Linked DNA regions of Sus scrofa: region 1 is linked to region 2. Evidence: chromatin contacts called from public HiChIP or PLAC-seq data. All regions are on one chromosome and are shown on one strand. Each heading gives the region's core, a stretch centred on a gene start, on an enhancer-like site or on the middle of the called end of the contact. The rest is flanking DNA. Distances are from core to core; before and after follow the strand shown. Region 1 has its middle 290 kb from the start of PIK3R1. Region 2 has its middle 410 kb from the start of CD180.

What was found. HiChIP or PLAC-seq counts read pairs in DNA pulled down with a chosen protein or histone mark.
Region 1: an H3K27ac HiChIP or PLAC-seq map of skeletal muscle shows a contact between it and region 2. The contact joins two enhancer-like sites. A contact is called at or near these places in 2 of 47 Hi-C or Micro-C datasets (liver and skeletal muscle) and 1 of 2 datasets of contacts at active chromatin or transcription factors (skeletal muscle).

The regions. Positions count from the first base shown.
Region 1 is chr16:46,143,884-46,151,191 of Sscrofa11.1, reverse strand. No RefSeq gene overlaps it. Among named protein-coding and RNA genes, the nearest start is that of PIK3R1, 290 kb to the left of the region's middle. Within about 2 kb of position 2,016, at least 8 of the 83 cell types and tissues checked have an H3K27ac peak or open chromatin away from gene starts, as enhancers often do. A contact at or near this core is called in skeletal muscle, where this site is marked.
Region 2 is chr16:45,998,043-46,005,415 of Sscrofa11.1, reverse strand. No RefSeq gene overlaps it. Among named protein-coding and RNA genes, the nearest start is that of CD180, 410 kb to the right of the region's middle. Within about 2 kb of position 4,180, at least 16 of the 83 cell types and tissues checked have an H3K27ac peak or open chromatin away from gene starts, as enhancers often do. A contact at or near this core is called in skeletal muscle, where this site is marked.

The sequences.
Region 1 (7,308 bases), core at 767-3,266, 150 kb before region 2:
TTTCGTGTGTGGCAGGCTTTCACCCCAGGAGCTCTCACCCTGCCTTATTGAAGAGCAGCCTGACAGGGATCATGTTATGTCAAGAAAAAATATTCTCAGCTCTTTCCTCCATATACTAAATAGAGAGGACCAGGCTTCCCTTTAAATCCCAGCATTCAAATCTCCCTTTTATTTGCTGAACAAGGTCTGAGACTGGAACAAAGAGGCTACAGGGAACACAGTGAGGGAAACCTATTCTGCTTTTTTAATACATTCTTGATCCCTTTCTTAGCTGCTTCTGACAAGAATGGAACATGACTCTTATTCTACCAGCTGGTCAGTACTCCAGGATCAAAAAATCATTCTTGACTTTCCCCTGAGTGATAAACTGGCCTCCTCTTGTCCATCTCAGCCAACATTTTATTCCCTAGATAATATTCTGGCACCCTTTCCCCCATGCCCTCATTCTCTTGAACTGAGAAAAACCCTGATATATATTTTTAAAACAAGCCACAAAGCATTCAGGAACAAGAAATAGTTGAGCAGAAGGAGCAAAGATGAGAGCAGGAAAAACCAAACCAAAACACAGCATAGAAATCTAAGCCACTTCTTTCCCATAAGATGAATGACCCACCCCCATAGCCAAACAAATTGTACGTGACATCCCAGTGTGCACTGGCTGCCTCTCTGCAGTCACTTCAGACAGGAAAGGTCCCTGTCTGCTTTGGGTAGTTCACCTGGAAGAAAGCAAAGCAGGGGACGCTCTGCCCAAAGGCTTTTCTGAGGATCACACTGTGCACAGAAGCTCTTGATTCTTGGCTCCAGCCTGGGAGAGAGTTATTTGTTGGATGTGAGTGCTAAAGAGTCATGAGGAAGTCAGATGCTTAGAAATGTCTAGAGATCCCCAAATGTCCATTTTACCTTTCCAGAAGAAGTGGCAATAATATTTCTGAAGTTGGAGCCAGTGATTTTTACAGCCTACAGAATAGGGCCAAAAGGCTTTCTCTGCTGGGATGGGTGCCTGAGACAAAGGCAGCAGAACCGTTTTTTATTGTTGTGGTAAAGTATATTATGTATATACCACAGGCACATAAAGCCCACACTCACACAAAAAGTCTAAAAGAAGAGAACAGTTGGAGGGAAAATGACAGTCTACCTACTTCTCCCACTCAAGCCTCTGAGCTAACAGGAAATTATGGAAGAAAGCCCTTTTCCCATTTGCAAGGACGGGTGCCCAAGGGCAGGAGCAGACAAGGGGAGGCTCTCTTGGCAGCAGAGCACACACTTGGTCAAAAGAGTCTAAAACTAAAGAACACTCAGGAGTCTGGGTCCTACAGTGGCCTATAGGAATCATCACAATCAACCCAATTTGAATATTTGAGGCTTGCAGGCCTGTATTGGAGCCCAGCTCCACCTAGGATGCCTACGGTTCACCCCTCTGGTCTAGTTCGGGGAAGAGGCAAGACTTTGGAAGAGAATATGGGACATGAGAAGGGGTAGAGGAAAAGAAGCTCTTCTTTCTGATTGTGGAACACATGTTCCCTGAGGCTCAGGGAACATGGAGTTTGTTCCCATCTATATATATGAATGACAGTGACCTTGGCTCCACCTTAGGAGAAGAGCAAATGGCTTTGAGACTACAAGGGAAGGCAAGGGATACCAAGTCACTGACCACACATGAGGCAGTGGGTGAAACCAGCTGCATCTTAGACTCGGTAAATGTCTTGGAGAACTTTCCAATCTATTTGGTTCAGCAAACCCCAAAACACATGTCACCAAGGAACTTATTTATTTGCCTTTATTTTAAACCCCTGTGTATTTTTAGGACAATGGAATCCATATGTTCCTGTTTCATTTCACTTAACTCATTAAAGTGATATTCAGTGAGTGCTATTTGATGTCCACAGAGTCTTCTGTTACCATTTTATGAGCATTTTGAAGCATTTGCATTCAGAATCCAGGAGCCAGCTAAACCAGATCTGAACAGGACCCAGTTTGGCTGAAATTTAAAACTCTTGAGGCTCTGTTGGATCTCATTCTTGGCAAAAATCTCTTCTCTTGTCCTGAATCTACAGCCAAGAAGGCTGCTGTAGCAAGCCCAGCCCCAGAAGAAGGGTTAAGGGAAGTGTGTCAGGACACTTAATTGAAACAACAAACCCGAGCAATGTCTCAAACAAATGAAAAGCCTGAAGGAAAATTTTTATTTTAAAGCTAATCCCTACTAGCTCTCATAAAAAGCCAGCTAAAAGAGCCACCATCATATTGAATCAAGAGAGGGAGAGTTTGACAACAAAGAGTGATTTGACAGATGAGAAACAAGTTTCTTTGCTTGTGTAGATTTCATCAAACTCTTTATATTTGCACTGAAGTAATCAAAGAAAAATATGAAGTGTTTGATAGGATCTATATAAGCAACGAAAAACAGAGAAGAATGGCATTGACAAGCTAAAGCTATAAATAATTTTTTTAAGAAGCAATATGTGGTTCTTATTTTTTTTTTTTCTTTTTTGGCTGTACCCAAGGTATGCAGAAGTTCCCAGGGCCAAGGATGGAACCCATACCACAGCCATGATCTGAGCTACAGCAGTGACAACATCAGATCCTTAACCTGCTGTTCCGCCAGGGAAGTCCTAAATATGCAGGATGGATTGAACTGTATAAAGGCAAACAGGGACTCATCTGTGATTCAGTGCATGCTGGGAGTGGGTCTCTCAGAAAAGTACTGTAAGGGAACAAAACAGTGATGAGCAAATTAAGCATCGTCTCTACTCACATGGAGCTCAGAGTTTAGTGGGGGAGACAGACATGAAATCAACCATCATCAGAATAAACATTGCATTATAAATCATGATTGATAAATGGAATAAAGGGGAGAGGGTGATTAAGAGGGAAAATGATTTACTGTGTGTGGTGGGCTCTGCCCAGGCCTCTCTGAAGAAGGGACTTTTTAAAAGGTTACATAACAAGAAAAAACAAACAACCCAATTGAAAAATGGGCAGAAGACCTAAATAGACACTTCTCCAAAGAAGCCAGCAGGCACATAAAAAAATGTTCAACATCACTAATTATTAGAGAAATGCAAATCAAAACTACTGAGGTACCACCTCACATGGGTCAGAATGGCCATCATTAATAAGTCTACAGTAATAAATGCTAGAGAAGGTGTGGAGAAAAAGGTACCTTCCTACACTGTTGGTGTGAATGTAAGCTGGTGCAGCCACTATGGAAAACAATATGGAGGTTCCTTAGGAAATTAAAAACAGAGCTACCATATGATTCATCAATCCCACTCCTGGCTATAGATCTGGACAAAACTGTAATTCAAAAAGATGCATGTGCCCCTATGTTCATAGCAGCACTATTCACAATAACCAACACATAGAAACAACCTAAATATCCATCAATAGACGAATGGATTAAAAAGATGTAGTACATATACACAATGCAATGCTCTCAGTCATAAAAAATGCAAAATAATGGCATGTGCAACAACATGGATGGAACTAAAGATTCTCATACTAAGTGAAGTAAGTCAGAAAGAGAAAGACAAACAAAACATGATATTACTTATATGTTGAGTCTAAAATATGGCATAAATGAAGTTATCTATACAACAGAAACAGATTCACAGAGAACAAACTTGTGGTTGCCGAGGGGGAGGGAATGGGATGGACTAGGAGTTTTGTTTTAGCAGATGGAAACTATTACATTTAGAATGGATAAGCAATGAGGTCTTACTGTATAGCACATGGAACTATATCTATCCACTCTTCGGGGATAGACCAAGAAGAGAAATAATACATTTAAAAAAGAAAGAATATATATATGTATGACTGAGTCACTTTGTTGTATAGCAGAAATTAGCACAACATCATAAATCAATGATAATTTTTTTAAAAAAAGGATACATAGAGGATGAATAAGAATGAGGTCAAAATGGGCCCATTACCAGGCAAAGAAAACAGTAGGCACAAAGGCCCTGAGCAGGAAGTTGGTCAAGAAGGCAACTGGGAGCTGAGAGGAAGGGCACAACCAGATGACACTAGCCTCATCCTTCCTTAAAGTTGGAGTATTGCGCTCGTCTTGCTGGACTCAGTTTCCCAAGCTACACTATCTCCCAGGATATATTATTCTGATTTTATTTTGTTGTTCCCTTGAAATTCTGGGTCCTGGCTCTTTAATGTTCATGCATATTTATTTTGTGCCTTTTCCAAACATAGGTCTCAGGTCTCTTTATCCTCTCAGACAATCATTCTCAAAGTCTGATGGTCTCTGGACCAGTAGTATCAGCATCACCTGGAACTTGTGAGAAAGGAAAAAGGGGGAGGTGGGTACGACATTGGAAAGCTGGCCTGGTGCTCCCAGTGGGCCATGTTATTCCCCTACTGAACAGAAGCAATCTCACAGAACCACATGCAAGGTTACTCTGAGACCATGATAAAATGAGACAAAACAAGGCCATTTCATAAATTTATCTGAACACAGACAAAAACAAGGTCATCGTGCAAGCCCACAAGTTATTAAACATCCCCTCCCTTGGCCAAAATAAGCGTCTGCCATTTCTGTACCAATTACAGTTTATTCTCCTGTGAGTCTCTCCTCCTTAAAGATAAAACTTGTTGAGATAACCGCTCATAGAATTGCCTCTGTTCTCTGACAGCATCCAACTTAGAGCACACTCCCACCTGCTTAAAGCTCCCTTCAAATCACTGAACCGAAGCCCAAATCTTATATAGGATCTTTCCAACATCCTCTGACAGACACACCTATAGTTCCCCATGGCCTGTTCCCTTTCGCTGTGGGGAATAATCAATCCAACTTATTTAACCATAGGTGACTTCCTGGTGGTCTTTGGTTGAAGGGCATCGATACTTGGTTCCCACCCTAGATTTAATGAATCAGAAACTCTGGCAGTAGGGGTGAGGGGCAGGGAGTCCAACATCCTGGCTTTTAACAGGCTCTCCATGGGTTTGTGACGCCCACTCCAGCTTGAGATTCACTTCTCTAAGGCAATGGTTCCCACTCCTTGCCACCCACTAGAATACAGATGCCTAAATCTCCCAGAGTCCTGTTCAACTGGTCTGGAGTGGAGTCTAGAAATCTACATTTTTAAAAGCTCCCCAGAGACAGGTTAGGGGGTGGGGGGATATGCTGGGGTGTTTGGGATGATAATGCCATAAAATTGGATTGTGATGATTGTTGTACACCTATAAATGTAATAAAATTCTTTAAGTAATGAAAAACAAATAAATAAATAATAATAAAAGCTCCCAGATGATGCTGTTGAGTATCATCTGAGGAGGTGAAGTTGGGAACCACTGCTCTAAAACAGTGACGTTGGTGGGAGCACCACGGAAGGATAAGGTCTATTTGCAATGCATTCTTACTGGCAACAGCCTCTTGCTGCAGTTTACAAGCAGTTGCTGTGGGAGCCGGTTGTAATTCTGCCCCTAGCTATCCATGACATGCCACAGTGTCCTGCCAAAGAAGGTGAGAACTTTGTTGTGGGGGACTTTGCCTTGGTTCCTTAGTCACATATCAACAAACTTGCTAGCTGTATCTTCTGTGCTTAGTGACCTCCCTTGCTTCTTTGATTAGACAGACACTGCTCAGCCATACACACAGGATTATTGCATATAGTTACATCTCTCTCTCTGAGAGGCAGGCTAATGTAAGGGAATAATCACAGCCAATGCTTATCTTGTATTTAATTTGGTGCCAGTCATTAGGCTAACAATCTTTCAACTATCCCAATGAGGTAGATGCTATTATCATCCATGTTTCAGAGATGAGAAAACAGGTTTGGAGAGGCTAAGTAGCTACCCTAGTCCCAGCTGCTCAACTGACGGAGGCAGGTTTCAAAGGCAAGCCGTCTTGCTCCAGAATCCACACTTCTAACCACCCTAGCTTAGTTTCCTCTGTCTGCTTTCCCTCTGGCATCTCCTTTATCTTTGTCTTTGTTGTTTCTCCTCTCAGCATGATACTCCCCAGCTTTTGCGGGGTAGGGGTGGAGGTGGGGAGGGAAGGAAAGACTTCCAGGCAGGCTGAGGTGTCTGTCCTCTCAGGAACAACAAACTCCTCCGCTATACTCCTCCTCCCCCACTCGCCTCTCCACAGAAATATCCTCTGTCCACATCTGTAGAGTAAAAGGAAAGTGGTTCGCTTAGTGTTCAAACATATAGCACACATTCAAACAGCTGTCCTGGTACAGAAAGCCCTTTCAGCCCTTTAAAATGTTTTAACTGTTTCCTGCCCCCACAATTGGTGTGTTATATTAACATCATGGAACACTTTTGAATGAGACTGCCACTCATTTTATTTTTTTTAATGGCCACACCCATGGTACATGGAGTTCCTGGGCCAGGGTTCAGATCTGAGCCCTATGCCACGGCGGTGGCAACACAGGATCCTTTAACCCATTACACCAGGCCAGGGATCGAGGCCAGCCACTGCAGTAGGATTCCTTACCCCCTGGGCCACAGCAGGAACTCCAAGACATCCAGTTATTTACTCTTCTGGAACATGGTTTTTAGGCTCACTACCACATTTCTTTTTTAAATACTTTTGATCAGCTTCTGTCCTTATATCTTTCAGTTTTTCAGCTTCTGTCCTTATATCCTTATATCTTTCAGTTTCTCACCAGGGCACCAATGGATCCTTCATCATCTGAAGGACTTAGCTTTCCAGGAACATCATAACTTGGGATGAACCAAGGCCTCAAACTTAGTGATCCTCCGGCCATCTAATAATAAGACTCCTCATAGAATAGTGGTAAAAATTGACTTAACTATTTATATGACTTGGAAGAGTGCATGGCATGAACTATATTCCAAATTCTAATGTTAATTTTTATTTCATATTTAAACATCTTTGAAATCTGTTTGTGTCTTAGTAATGATGATTTAAATTAAAATTATAATTGACTTTTTTTGGTGTATCTTTCAATCTTAAGTTTGATGAAGTAAATTCTCAATAAACATTATTCTTCCTCCTCCTCTTCCTCCCACTCCTAATTTATATTCCAAGAGTCCCAGTCCTCATCTGGCATCTGAGTTTGAGAAATACACAAAGGTCCTTTCCCCAGGTTGCATGGTTCGGCTATCACTTTTTCCCATAAGCTGGGAGAATGATATTCACTGGTCATCTTATCACCTGTGAAGAGAAGGTAATTCTCACCCAGGTACCTGCATGTACCATAAAACTCTGCTATAAACTAGGGGTACACGATGCCCTAAAGCAGCACACAGAGCACAAAGACGACACAAAAACAAATAAGAACAGGTGACTGTACAACTGTTAGCAACATCTTGTATACCTCAACACAGAAC
Region 2 (7,373 bases), core at 2,931-5,430:
AGAGATGGGTTCCAACCGCAGTGGCTTCTCCCACGGCCTCCCAACTCTTTCAGCCTTTGTCCTTCCAAACTGGGGGATATTTAGAAGAATTTTCCAGAACGAACTCTTCTAAGTAAGTCACAATTCATACTCCCCCATGATTCCCTCAGTCGTGTGGCAGCTCACTGAAACATTCTCTGCTATGATTCAAAGGTCATTTTTTTCTGTTAGAAATGTCAGAAATTTTGGTCCCAGTACACTATTACAAAGATTAAGTGCTGGTATAATTTTATTCTATATTTTTCCCTCTCTGTAATCTTTTAGTTGGTTTTGATGATTAGAAGGGAAGGACTGTTAAAACTGTTTTCACTTCTGTCTTCTACTAAATCCTTTTTTTTTTTTTTTTGGCATTAGACATTGTATATCTTTTCTTTTTTTCCTTTAATGAATCCTGTATGGACCTAAGCTTTATGGGGTATAATACCTTGGGGCAATTCATCACTTTCTTTATCTGTTTAATAAATGTGGCTTTTCATAAATTAGGTTTAATGCATATGGAGCATAACTGTGGTTATGGCAACATACTTCCCAATTTGCTCACTTTTTTCTTTCCTCTTTTGATTTTTAATGAGGCAATTACACTCGTTTTCACATATGTAGAATTCTTCTGCTGGGAATAATATTGCGACTTACTTTGCCAATATGATTTCTCTGCAGCAATATGGCAGGAATTCATTTTTTCTATAGGAATTCAGTTTTAGTCATTTCTCTAAGGTTTCCACTGCATATATTGAATACACTGCAACCTCTCTATATAAATAAGAAAGCTTTTATAATCCAATGGCAAAAGATAATAAGAGATGCTTTTACACTGCTTCCGTACAATCACCTTGCTTTAAAACCTCCTCTGCATGGTAGAGTGCTGTGGGGCTGGGGGAAATGCACAAGTAAAGGTAAGTTATTAAAAATAGCATTCTTGTGATCTATAAATCTCTAGTTTCTACCCCTTTCACTTTCTTTTAAGATCAAATATGAATTGAGGGCATCATAAAAAAAAGAAAAGAACATAGAAGCTGTGGGAATGCTCTGCAGTGTGTCCTTCTGGAAGGGCATCATCTATTTTAATTATTAAATCTCTTACAAGAGTTTTTGATCATGGTCTGGCGAAAAAGTCTATGGAGTAGTAACACTGGATGAGGAGTACGGTGATATGGGTCTAGTCTTGCCCTTGAACTTAATTAGTTGTGTGACCTTGGGTGAGTCATTTTATCTCCCCAGTAGCTTCTCAATCTGTAAAATAAGGGGGTAATATTACAGGTCCCTAAGCTGCTTTCCTGTTCTCAGACTCCATGAAACAAAGAGCTTCAGGTGTGCAATTACGAACAAGGGGTCTGTTGAAGCTCCTGGCATGAACAAAAGCAGTCAAACAAGCAGGAAGAAAGGAATAGATTCAGTAGCCCTTAGGGTATGCCAAGATATTGTCCAACTAAATGTTGTGGGAAAACACTACGTGAATCACTAGAAACTCATTTAGTCAAATACTAGAACAGGATAGACAATTTAAAGCCAACTGTGCCACCAACACTGCTGCCCCGAGACACAGGGCAGATATTACTCATCAGGTCTGAGCATCCGCACTGAGCCGGCTCCTCCCACTCCCTCTCAGCAGAGATTCCAGAAACTACCCCCAGTCAACGGGGCTCAGCGTGTACGTCTTCATGGCTCCATGTCCTAAACCCTAAAGAGTTACTCAACGTCCACAGTAAGTTACCTTTTCAGAAACCAAAGGGAACTTGCAACGCCCTGCACTGCTTGCCAATTATTTGCTGAGAAATGCCCTACCATCCTCCTTGAAGACACTTCACCACTGAAAACACTTTGAGAAAACTTCAGGAAGTAATTTCTAGGAAATATTCTTGGCTTATGGAGTTGAGTATATCTCTAATTTTAATTATAATTGATGTATTATAAGAACATGATATTAATTCTTCCTCATGTGAATAAAGCTTGAAAAACAAAAGTGGACCAAGAGCTTGAGAATCTTGCCCTCTGTTAGAAGGGTTTCTGGAAACTTTCCTGACCTGGAACATCTCACTGCAATGAGAACAAGCAGACTGACCTCATTTCAGGACTCACTAGCATACTTCCAGCAAAGGTACACTACTAGATCCTCAGAGAAAAAATGCATTTTTCAAAATATAATAGCTATCAAAGGAATGCTTTCTCTCTTCAAGGATAAATTCTGATTATTTTGCCATGGCTCCCCAGAAACACAACAATCCATCCAATAGATCCTGGTCAAATTACTCCTTTATTACTTATAATAAAAGAGAGTTTCTACATGAGTCGTCTGTAAATAACAAAATTCTGAGACTATGTAAAGGTGAGAAAGACATCTGTCTTTTAGATTTTATTATTACTATTTTGACAGAATGCATTTTTAATTGCCATTTTTCCATTTACATAACAAACAAAGATTCAATGTCAAAAACTATAAAAGAGAGAGAGAGGGAAGAAGGGGAGGAAAGAGAGAAAAAAATGTAAAGAGAAAGTTAAAATTGCCTGTTATCCCACAATCTTTGAAAAATCCCATTAATAGTACTTACATGCAGATATTTTTAATCCAAATTGATAATCAGAACATATAATTCTGTTTTATACCTGCTAAAAAGGCCCATTCTTTTAGCATTTCCCTGCCTGTAAGCATATTTCATCTCTGGGCTCAGATTTTTTGAGGTTGAGAAGCTTCCTTCTCACCTAATTGAATCCTTCAAGCTCTAAAACCATAAAACTGAGACATGGCTTTTAAGACTCAGGTTTGTGTTCTTTGAATTTTCCACTGGAAATAAAGATATATTTTTATTTGGATCGGGACTTGAGAACTTGAATCAGAACCAAGGAAACATCCAGGGTCGTCTGTCTCCAGTTTACTTTTTTAAGCATTGCCATTTGATTCTTTTCTCTCCTCAACCTATCACTCTGTATAAGATGAGCACTGTTTCAGCATTTCTCTGAAGCAGAATGATGCCATTGCCTGGAGCCAAGTGAGAGTGCCCTGATGTTTAAGTCAGTGTTGTTATAACAATGAGCATGCAAGCGGAGGAGAATGATGGAAGAGACTACCCTTTACCATGTCTTCTAGTGTTTTTTAACCTATTGGCCCACCTGCGGGAAGGATGGGACTTGAGGAATTATGTTTGTTTACACTAACAACTGTTCTAACGCTTCAGCAGAGGAACGTTTGGAAAGGTTCTCCTTCCCTTTGGAATGTTGGCCAGTCCTGCATCCTTCCCTCCACATGGTACAAAATGTGAACTGCCCACTAACTAGGCTTTTTAGGATCCCTGTATTTCCAGAGCAGTGGCAATGGTCTTCTGTTCTCCTTGACCAGAAGCCATGTGACCGATATTCAAAGGGAATTTCCTCTTTTAGGAAAACACATCTATCTGTGGGACAGTTAAAGAAGGAGGAGCTGGGTGAGTAAGCTTCCACTGATACAAGTTCCGATGCAGCTAGGATGCATGTCCCACGTGAATGGGCAGGGTTAGTGTTCTCCTCATGCTAAAAACCCAATGACAAAGACAACCAGAGGACAGTTCTGGCAATGTTTCCATGAGAGCATGTGAAGCCCTGTAACACCAGACTGGAGGAAAAGAACTGTCAAACCCTGGAGAAAACCACAGGGATTCCTAAAGCTTTTAGCAGGACCCAAAAAAAATTTTTTAAAGGATTAAATCCACCAACCTGTTAAATGAGCTATTCCTCTTATGGGCTGCAATTCATAATTGTTATCCTATTTCTTGGGAATCAGAAACAGATCCTGGTAGCAACCCAGTTAAAACTGAGGAGAAGTAAAATTAAAATGTTGTATCTGGTTTATCTTTTTTTAAGTGAGCAATGAAACAACTGCAAGGCATATACTGCATACTTCACGTCTTGGATCAACAAGGGAGCCACGCCAAATGTCAGATTAAATATTCCACAGCTGAAGTGTTTGCATAACTTTTTGGTGGCTACCATTTAAAGAAAGAAAAACAGTGATGGGCCTTTAAAAAAATATTCCCTTAACTTGACATGCTCACAGTGTACTGCCAGCAATTGCTCTCGACTTGGAAGGCGAAGCCATGCATATCTTGTCCCTGGAGCGACAGTGCCAGCTGGCAAGCGTGTCCCTGTGTTTCCATTCGCCCCAGGAGTGTGAAGCCCCACTGTGCGCCCTGAAGGCCACAGCTGCACGGCTGTATTGTTTAACCATCACTGCTTTGGCTAAGAAGCAAGTCATTTCAATAAGGAATTTCCTGGTTCCTGAAGTGTCTGTCATGTTTCAACAATGAGTTTGCAATGGCTGCGTGTGTTTTCAGTTTGGGTTGGCTCTGTGGGTCTGCCCAGGAAACTGGAGACAGGTCTTTTATTGAAACTAAATAATAAGTCTGAACAAATCAGCTTTATTGTCGTTGGCTCTGGCATGGTCTGGATTAATTTTAGCTTTATATTTCTAAAGGGTTGCTCAAGAGGTGACACTCTTCCATCTCAGGTTATTCAAGGGAAGAGAAGGAACTAACATATTTTACATGCCTACTCAGTGTCAGGTGCTATTCATGCATGATCTTAGGGACTTTTCCTAACCATCTAAGGAACTAGTTCTTTCTCTATTCATTTTACCAATGAGGAAACAGAGGAACTAAGAGGATCATTCACTTGCCAAAGATCATCCAATTAAAATCATAGGTTCTGAAGTCCAATTGCTGTGTTTCATCCCAGATCTGCCACTTACTTTCTTTGACCTTGGGCAAGTCAATTCACTTCTCTGTTCCAACATTCTTCTTTGGAAAATGAGAATAAGAATGGGGATCTTCCACTGAGGATTAAAGAGAATAATGTGTGTAAAGTGATCTCTACATGAGATGGTCAATACATTCAGCCTATATTACCTTACAGGGTAGAGACTGCAACCCAGTGAGGCTCCTTTCCAAGCTGGTGGTATTGCCACCTTCTCACCAGTCTCAGTCAATGCCACTCTTATGCATGGGGAAGGTTTAAGTTAGCACTGATATTCAGGATTCAAAGCTGAAGATGAATCAACATCCTTGTTTTAAAATTATTTTCTCTATTGAGGCAAATAGGACTTGTAGCTCTGGCTCAGGCTCCTAAAAAAAAAGATCTTTCTGAAAAAGGGATCAGAAAGACAGGAGAAATGATGGGAGGAGCACAGGCTGGAGGGATCTTTTGTCTCATTGTCCAGGTAAGTGGCTTGGATTGAGAACTAAAAACTGAAAAGTTCCCATGTTTCCTCCTGACAGCTGATGTCTAGTCTATTCACTGCATTAAAAAGCAGAGCTAAGCTGGTGATGCTATAGCCCAAATTAATCATCACAGAGCCTTCAGCCTGGTGCTCAAACCCCGCCTGGTTGCTTCCTGTGTGCCAGGCTCTTTGCTGGGCCCTGGAATGTAAAGATGGGTAAGACAAGTCCTACCCATCTTTGCAGAGCCCAGACAAGTGATCAAATGATCCTAAACAACACAGGGACCTTTTTTCCAATGAAGCTGTTTAAATTCTGGATCCTCTGAAATCCATTAGAAAGGAAACTTGTGTAGTGCATTAGCTGTCTCATAACTAGGAATTTTTGAAGCTTTGTGAAGAGGCTTAGGTAACTTTATTTAATAATCCTCAATAATAAAGCAAAATCCACAAATAGGAGGGAGGCCCATACTGCAACCAACTCAGTTAATCACTTGGAAGTTTTTCCAGTCTCGCTAGGATTTCTCGGGCATCAGTTGCCGCAGTAACCACCTCCAGGCACTTGGAATCAAGAGACCCTAATATGAGTTTCAGCCTCGCCACTTACAAGCTGTTTGATTTTAGCTAAAATCATTCAACCTGTCTGAGCTATTATTTTTTATCTGTAAAATGGGGAAGATAAATAATATTCAGGCTATAGGTTTATGATCAAAGAGTAAACAGATTAATGTCTTTGAAAGCCCCTTTTATGAACTAAAGAGTTGTAAATACTTATTCTTGTTACTTCCATTCATACTCTCTCTTCCATTCACTTGGGTATATTGTGCATAGTGTGACATTTAGATTATAAGTTTATATAGCTTTTATCAACATTTTATACAGCTTTTAACTTTATAGTTTGACATTTGTGAATATTTCAATAGAGTGTGGAAAATGATAGCATCAGTGAACAATATTTCAGTACCACCTTCAACAGATAAAAAAGAGTACCACCTTCAACAGATAATAATTTTAAACAATTATTTGTGAATTATTTACTTTATGTTAGATATTGTGCTAAATGCTCTGTGTATGTATATGTGTGTAAAATCCCAAACATCCCATTCTCACAACAAATTTATTAGGATATTATTATTTCCACATTACAAATAAAGAAACTGTGGTTCCAAAAGCCTAAGCAACATCTTCAAGGTCAGAAATCTAGTAACCAGTTGAACTGGGATGTGAACTGCTATCTGCCTAACTCCAAAGTACAGGTTCTTAACTACAGTCTATCCTGTGCCTGAAGATGATAAAAATAATCTGAAATGGAAAGGAATGGCTAATAAAAATGTCCTTTTATTTTGTTTGTAGAAAATGGAAATGTGATCATTTATGATTTTCTTTGAGGAGTGGATAATAATTATAAATATGTACCTATGGATAAAAACTGATGAGATATGATCTAAGTAAAAGAAGAGGAGTGGAAAGTATAAAATACCGTGTAAGTATGTGGTGCTTTTTTTACGAGCCTCTTCTTTAGCAGAACCTCTAAATACCCAGAGCCTGTTCGAGGAAACTTTTTTATGACTAAAATTCCTGCTTCAGGACTTTTGCACTTGCTGTTCTCACTGCCTGGGACATTTTCCTCCAAGGAACCTGTTCAGCTTATATGCTCACTTCATGGAAGGGTCTGTTCAAATATTCCTTATCAGATAGACCCTCCATTCAGATGACCTGACGGTCTTTTCTCATCACGTTGTAAAAAGGAGCCACGTCTCCCTCATCATTCTTTATCCATTGCCTTACTTTATCTTTGTTCAAAGCACTTCCTGCCACTGGATATATTATTTAAAGTGTATGTATTTGTTTACTGACCGCTTCTATGACTCAGAAGGAATTTCTTTTGTTTACTGCTGCCCCAAATCTAGAATGGTGCTTGGTACACAGTAGATGCTGAATACATATTTGTAAAATGAATTAATGAGTGAAAAATGAATGAATGTGGCCCTTTCTCTTTCGTATCACAGTTGGTTATATATCAGTCTTATATGCCTCTAGTAAACTGAACTCTCTGAGGTCAAGGTCTGTGGCTGGTTCATTTTTACATCTCTCTAGTTCCTAACACAGTACTTACAGTTTGTTTAGTGATTGAAAACCTGCAGAGATTTCATGT